2 separate regions of the Mus musculus genome follow, and region 2 is linked to region 1. A link is a contact called in public promoter capture Hi-C data. All regions are on one chromosome and are shown on one strand. The core of a region is the stretch at or near the end of the contact, and the rest is flanking DNA. Distances in the headings are between cores, read along the strand shown.

Region 1 (2,973 bases), core at 243-2,742:
GGTGGGGGGGGGGTGGTGGTACATGCCTGTAACCACAGGACCAGAAATATCAAGAGTTCAAGGCCAGGGCTGGGGAGATAACTCAGAAGTTAAGGCATTTGTTGATTTTTCAGAGGACCTGGGTTTGGTTCCAGCACCCAGATGACAGCTAACAACCCTCTGTAACTTCCCCATCTCAGATGTCCATGAGTACTGCAAACAAGTGGTGGACAGACAGAGCACCCATACGAGGAGGAGGGAGGGGGAGGGGGAAGGAAGGAAGAAGAAGAAGAAAGAAGGAAGAGGAGGGAGGAAGGGAGGGAGGAAGGAAAGAGGGACAGAGGGAAGGAAGGAGGAGGAGACCTTTAAAAATCAAAATAGAGTTCAAGGCCAGCATAGACTACATAAGTTTGAGGTCACCTTACTGTATGGGGCGTAGTCAGAAGGTAGGAAACAAGGAATGAGTGAAAATAGGAAGAGAAGCCAGGCAGTGGTGGCCCATGCCTTTAATCCCTGCACTGGGGGGGGCAGAGGCAGGTGGATTTCTGAGTTCGAGGCCAGCCTGGTCTACAGAGTGAGTTCCAGGACAGCCAAGGCTACACAGAAAAACCCTGTCTCGAAAACAAAAACAAAAAAAGAAAGAAAGAAAATCCCATAAGGAAACCCTGTCTCAAAAAAAAAAAAAAAAAAAAAAAAAAAAAAAAAAAAAAGGAGGAGGAGGAGATGATCACAGAAGTGTCCTGACTTATCAAGTCACAAAGTCAGGCCCTAGAGTGAGTTTAACTCTCAAAAGAGCCCTGTCCTTAGTGCTGCCGAAAACCCTCTTTGAGCTCTTTTCTCCCAAACATCACAGCAACTGAGAGGGGTTAGCTTCCGTCTGGAATCTTACCTGAGCTCATGAGTCTCCTCCTCCTTCTTTTTTTAAAATTGGTTATTTTCTTTATTTACATTTCAAATGTTATCCCCTTTCCGGGTTCCCCGACCCCCCACTCCCGAATGAGTCTCATTCTTGACACAGACTTAGAAAACCTCCCATTCATAAACTGAACCGCTACCTTTTGCACCATGAATTGAAAGTAACCTCAGAAACGTTAGAATCTCCCATGCCTTTAAGTTCACATAAGCAAACTTCGGGCTCACCTGCAGTTAGTTTTAAAAGGGGATTTGGAAGGCCGATCATTATGGCTCAGAGGCCAGCAGATTTCTGTGAGTTCGAGGCCATCTTGGTCTGCAAAGAGAGTTCTAGGCCAGACAGGAATACATAGTGAAAACATGCCTAAACAATAAAAAGTGGGGAGACATTGGAATGCGTCGCTAGGGTGTGGCCGACCTTCCAGCTGCAAGTTCAGTCAGCCCATGCGGAGGACCGACAGGTTTTGAAGACCTTTTGCCGGATTCCGCCTATCCTACCCCGCCAGGGCCCCGCTCATCTACCGGTTATGATCCCGCCCCTCGTCGACCTGCCCCGCGCTTGCGCAGCGCCGCCAGCCCGGCCCCGCCCTTCGCGGAGCAATCTTTGCCCTCAGGGACCGGGCTTAGGTACAAGATGGCCGCCGCGCGCCCGGATCCCCCGATTCCGAGCTCACCGACCCGGGAGTCGCCATCCCCGGAGCCGCCGGACCTGGTGCGGGCGACGAAGGGGTCTGGGCCGGGGGTTCACAGCGAAGAAGATCGCAGGGCAAGGGGCGGGGTCAAGGCGGGGCCTAGAACAATTGGGCGGGGGTATGGTAACCCTCTGGGGCGGGGTTTAGGGAGGAGCCTATGGGGAATGAGGAGCGAGGCCTGGTTGAGGCGGGTCTTGAAGACAGCTTGTGTCTTGGGCTTGGTTGGGTCCAGGGAGAGGACAAGGGAGCTTGCATAAAGAAGTGTGGCATCTTAAGAGGGGCGGGGCACCAGGGAAATTATAGGGCTAGTGGATGGTTGGGAAGGTGACCCCAAAGGAGAGCTATAATTCGGTCACCGTGTTGGGATGGCATGTGATGATACAAGGACTGACTGCCTTACAAATGCCCAAGGGAGGAGAAATGGGTGCTTCGGATGACTTTAGAACTTATAACTAGTAACTGGAAAGTAACTGAAAATATTGGTTCATTCAGCAAACATTTAAAGCTCCAGGGGACCAAAATGGACAACGATTGCGTCCTCTTGCAACTTGCAGTCTTATGAGGAGAAAAAGTGACGATAAAGAGTATTGTAATATGTCCTATAAGAGAAATAAAAGGTGCACTTAAGAGTGGGGGTGGAGCAAGCTAAATTTAAATGGCAGAAGTCAGCTGGGTGCCGGCTTATGGTTGCAATGTAGTCAGTGAGATAAGCAGGATCCAGATCGTGTTGGATATTATAGGAAGGACACGAGGTTTTAAGTGCAATCGGAGGACTTGGAGTGGCGAAATGTCATGACCTCATTTGCATTTTCCAAAGTCCATTTAGGGTGCTCTAGAAGAGGTGGATAATGAGGGGCAGAAGCAGGAACAGGGGTTACCTCTGAGTGGTGTTTTTCATTCTAAGGGGGGAATTATGAGACTTTTAACTAGTACAGAGGAGAGGTACCACCGTGTCTGTGGTATATTTGGGTCAAGAAGGGGAAATGCCAGAACAAGGATCCATCAAAAATTCGGTATCATGGATAACAGGGTTAAGAAATCAAGGGATACGGCTGGAGAGATGGCTCAGCATTTAAGAGCCCTGGCTGCACTTTTAGAGGTTCAGTTCCGGGCATCCGCATGGAGGCTCACAACCACCTGTGACTCCATTCCTAGAGGATCTGACCCTCACTCCTGACCTCCATGGACAGTGACACACACAGTGAACACACATGCAGGCTCTCACACAGAACAGAACATGAAATACTTGGGCTTGATGGCAAGCGCACGCCTTTAATCCCAGCACTTGGGAGGCAGAGGCAGGCAGACCTTTGTGAGTTCTAGGCCAAACTAATCTACACAGCAAGTACCAAACCAGCCAGGGCTACATAGTGAAACCTTCTAAGTAAAT
Region 2 (3,097 bases), core at 417-2,916, 410 kb after region 1:
GTCCCACACCCTACATTCTCTCCTCTGGACTCCCAAGGAGGCTGGTGCCAGGGAGATGCCCTCACCCACCCCCATTTGCACTGAGAAGAGAAACTATGGAGTTTTGTCTCCAAGAATAAAGATAGAGAGTCACATAGAAAGGAAAGAGAGAGAGAGAGCGAGAGAGAGAGAGAAGTATATTATATATTATATATATATATATATATATATATATATATATATATATATATATATATATATATATATATATACATATACATATATATGTTGAGGGAGGAGTAAGAAAGAAAGCCAGGACAATAACTGGGCCAGCAGCTCTGAAGCACACCTTCCCCGTCTGTCCCAGTAGGGGCTGGCGCTGGGGTTGGAGGCCGCTGGCCTGTGCTCTGGTGCAGATGCTCTTACCCAGCTTCACTCAGGACCACCTTGGGGTGTAACAGAGGGTGTCATCCGGCCCCTGGCCCTGGGGAACATCCCTAGAGGCCCAGAATGGGGGTTGCTGGGTACCCCATGCCCTGAGGGTTCCAGCACTGCTGCCAAGTGGCCTTGTCCCAGCTCCCCCTGCCCCCCCCAAGGCTGGTGTGAGTGTGCAAGTATGTGTGCAGAGCTTGTGTTTCATACTGCAGATATAAATAAAGGAAGATAGCAGAACATTCCTGCTGTGGGACTGTGAGTTCTGGGACTCAGAGTTGGGTGAACTTGCTCTTCATAGCCTAGAGAGCTACATTCTCTTAGGACCACACTTGTGAGAGTGTGTGTGGGTGTAGGGGATGGGGAATACTTAGACATCAGGCAGAACATCAGGAGTTAGCACTCTGGGGCGCTCTCATCCTGATATGTGTACCTCCGTGGCCCTGTTCCAAAATGCAGATCAGTTAGGGCTGTGCTGACTCAGCTCTATCCTCTAACAGGCCTGCTAAAAGGAGCAAGAGGTCCCTGGACTTTGGAGCTGAGCGTCCTGCCATTACGGGGATAGGAGGCACCAGGCATGTGGTGGTGGCAGAGGCAGAGGCAGGTGGATCTGTGTGAGTTCAAGCCCAGCCATGTCTACAAACTGAGTTCCAGGACAGCCAGGGCTGGGCAGAGAAACCCTGTCTCAAAAACAAAGGTGTGGGGGCTGGTGAGATGGCTCAGTGGGTAAGAGCACCCGACTGCTCTTCCAAAGGTCAGGAGTTCAAATCCCAGCAACCACATGGTGGCTCACAACCATTCGTAACGAGATCTGACTCCCTCTTCTGGAGTGTCTGAGGACAGCGACAGTGTACTTACATATAATAAATAAATAAATCTAAAAAACCAAAAACAAAAAACCAAAGGTGTGGGAGAGATTAGGAGACAGGAAGCTCCCTTGAGAATGGACATACAATGAAGCATCCCTAAGGGGGATGGTTGAGGAACCTAGTAGTTTCTTGGCATCCAGTAGGTCCCTATCTTGTTCATGGGAAGGCTGCAGAACATGAGTGTACAGTGGTGTGGTCGTCCTTCCTTCCAGGGAATGTTTGAATGACTTCAGGCACAATGCAGGATTTATTTAACCAGTGTTTGTGGCAGGACCCCTGTTTTCCAGGGTTGGTTGTAGGGCTACCCCTCTGTGGAACTTTGCATTGTTCCTTATAATTGGCTGGGTGTGAGACAATGGGAGTTCCACTTTGGGGGAGGGGGCTCACTTTTGGAGGTGGTGGCCAGGTTTCTAAGTGCTGGGGGGTGGCCCTTGGTGCCTGATGGGTACCTTATCAGCAAGTGCCAGACAAGAGCAGGCCTTGCGTGAGCCCTGTTATCAGCCCCAGAGTCCACAGGACACTTGGGTTAATGTGTAACCACAAGACTTCCCTCTGCCCTCTGAAGCCACTGGCTCCTAAAGAGAAGCAACTCAGCATGGATGCTAGAAAAGAGGGGCTGCCCCTGGAGACACTCTTTTCAGACCAAGTGAGAACCTGTAAGGTGGGGATGGGCAGGTCTGGGAACATGGGCAGTACTGGGGCCTGTGATTCTCTATGCTTGGTGAGTTGGTGGGGATGCCCTGTCCTTCCAGGAGGCTGGGTTCTAAGGTATCGTGGTTTTGTCCTTGCAGGAGATAGGAATGAAAAGGTTCTCAAGGTGGCTAAAGATCCTAGTCCCGAAAGTCCAACCTGGACATGCTTGGGTCCTGGCATGAGGGTGGTGTGGGGGATGGCCGTTAAAATAGGTTCTCACTGGGTATCCTAGACAGGTTTTGAAATCAACAGCCTCCCGTTTCCACCTGCTAAGTACTGGAATTAGACATTTCCTACAGTGCCTTGCAGTGACCCCTCCCCCAGGACTGGCTGCGAATGGGAGGGAGGCTGAGAAGCTTCGCTCTCTTGAAGTACCCACAGGTCCGCAGGTGGCTGGCCCCCTTCATCCTTGCCTGCTCCCTTTACTTCCTCCTCTGGATTCCTGTGGACCAGCCATCTTGGGTCAGTGCCCTGATCAAGTGCCAGCCCATTCTCTGCCTGGTTGTGTTCCTGTGGGCTGTGGCCCCTGGTGGGAGCAGCACCTGGCTCCTGCAGGGAGCTCTTGTATGTTCTGCTGTGGGAGATGCCTGCCTCATCTGGCCTGAAGCTTTCTTTTATGGTGAGCAGGGGCTTCTATGACAACACACCTAGGGTTCTTGTGGAGTTGAGTCAGTACTGGGACACAGCTTTTCATTATATGGAGCCCTCCCTCCCTAGGTCCTCTGGGTTATCCAGAGGTGCCAGAAGGCAGTGATGGGTGACAGCATAGCTCACAGTTCAGCCAGGGGCTTGGAGTCAGACTGGTTGGAAGATGTGGGATTACCTGGTTGGAAGGGGTGGTGTGGAGAAAATTAAGGTGTAGCATGACTGAGGTGGGTGGGGGAGGTAAGGAGTCATTTTTGAGATGTCTATATATGAGGGCTGGTCTGAATGGCCTCAAATGTTGGATCCTCCTGCCTTAGTTTTCTCAAGGGCTAGGATTACAGGAATAAGGATATGTAGCTGTGTAGATGGGAAGTGTGGCCATCCTGGGCATGGAAAGTGCATGTGGAAAGGACCTGGGGTAATAGTGTATGAGTTACTTTGTCCAAATGGGCCAGTTTGGCTAGAGTAGGATGGGGAAA

The links. Capture Hi-C pulls out chosen DNA fragments and counts their contacts.
Region 2: a promoter capture Hi-C map of liver shows a contact between it and region 1. The contact joins the promoter of Tmem86b here to the promoter of Zfp784 in region 1. A contact is called at or near these places in 6 of 39 promoter capture datasets (the 3T3-L1 cell line, the C10 cell line, cranial neural crest and 2 more), 1 of 484 Hi-C or Micro-C datasets (the G1E-ER4 cell line), 2 of 115 datasets of contacts at active chromatin or transcription factors (effector CD8 T cells and embryonic limb bud) and 2 of 9 other capture datasets (adipose tissue and liver).

Annotation. Positions count from the first base shown.
Region 1 is chr7:5,036,965-5,039,937 of GRCm38.p6, reverse strand. Zfp784 (zinc finger protein 784) reads left to right here and starts at 1,492. Exons shown (of 2, transcript NM_001039532.2): 1 at 1,492-1,603. The coding sequence starts at 1,526. It also overlaps a transcript of Zfp580 not described here.
Region 2 is chr7:4,629,051-4,632,147 of GRCm38.p6, reverse strand. Tmem86b (transmembrane protein 86B) reads left to right here and starts at 1,666. Exons shown (of 3, transcript NM_023440.3): 1 at 1,666-1,926; 2 at 2,346-2,592. The coding sequence starts at 1,876. It overlaps Ppp6r1 (protein phosphatase 6, regulatory subunit 1), which reads left to right. Exons shown (of 24, transcript NM_172894.2): 24 at 1-653.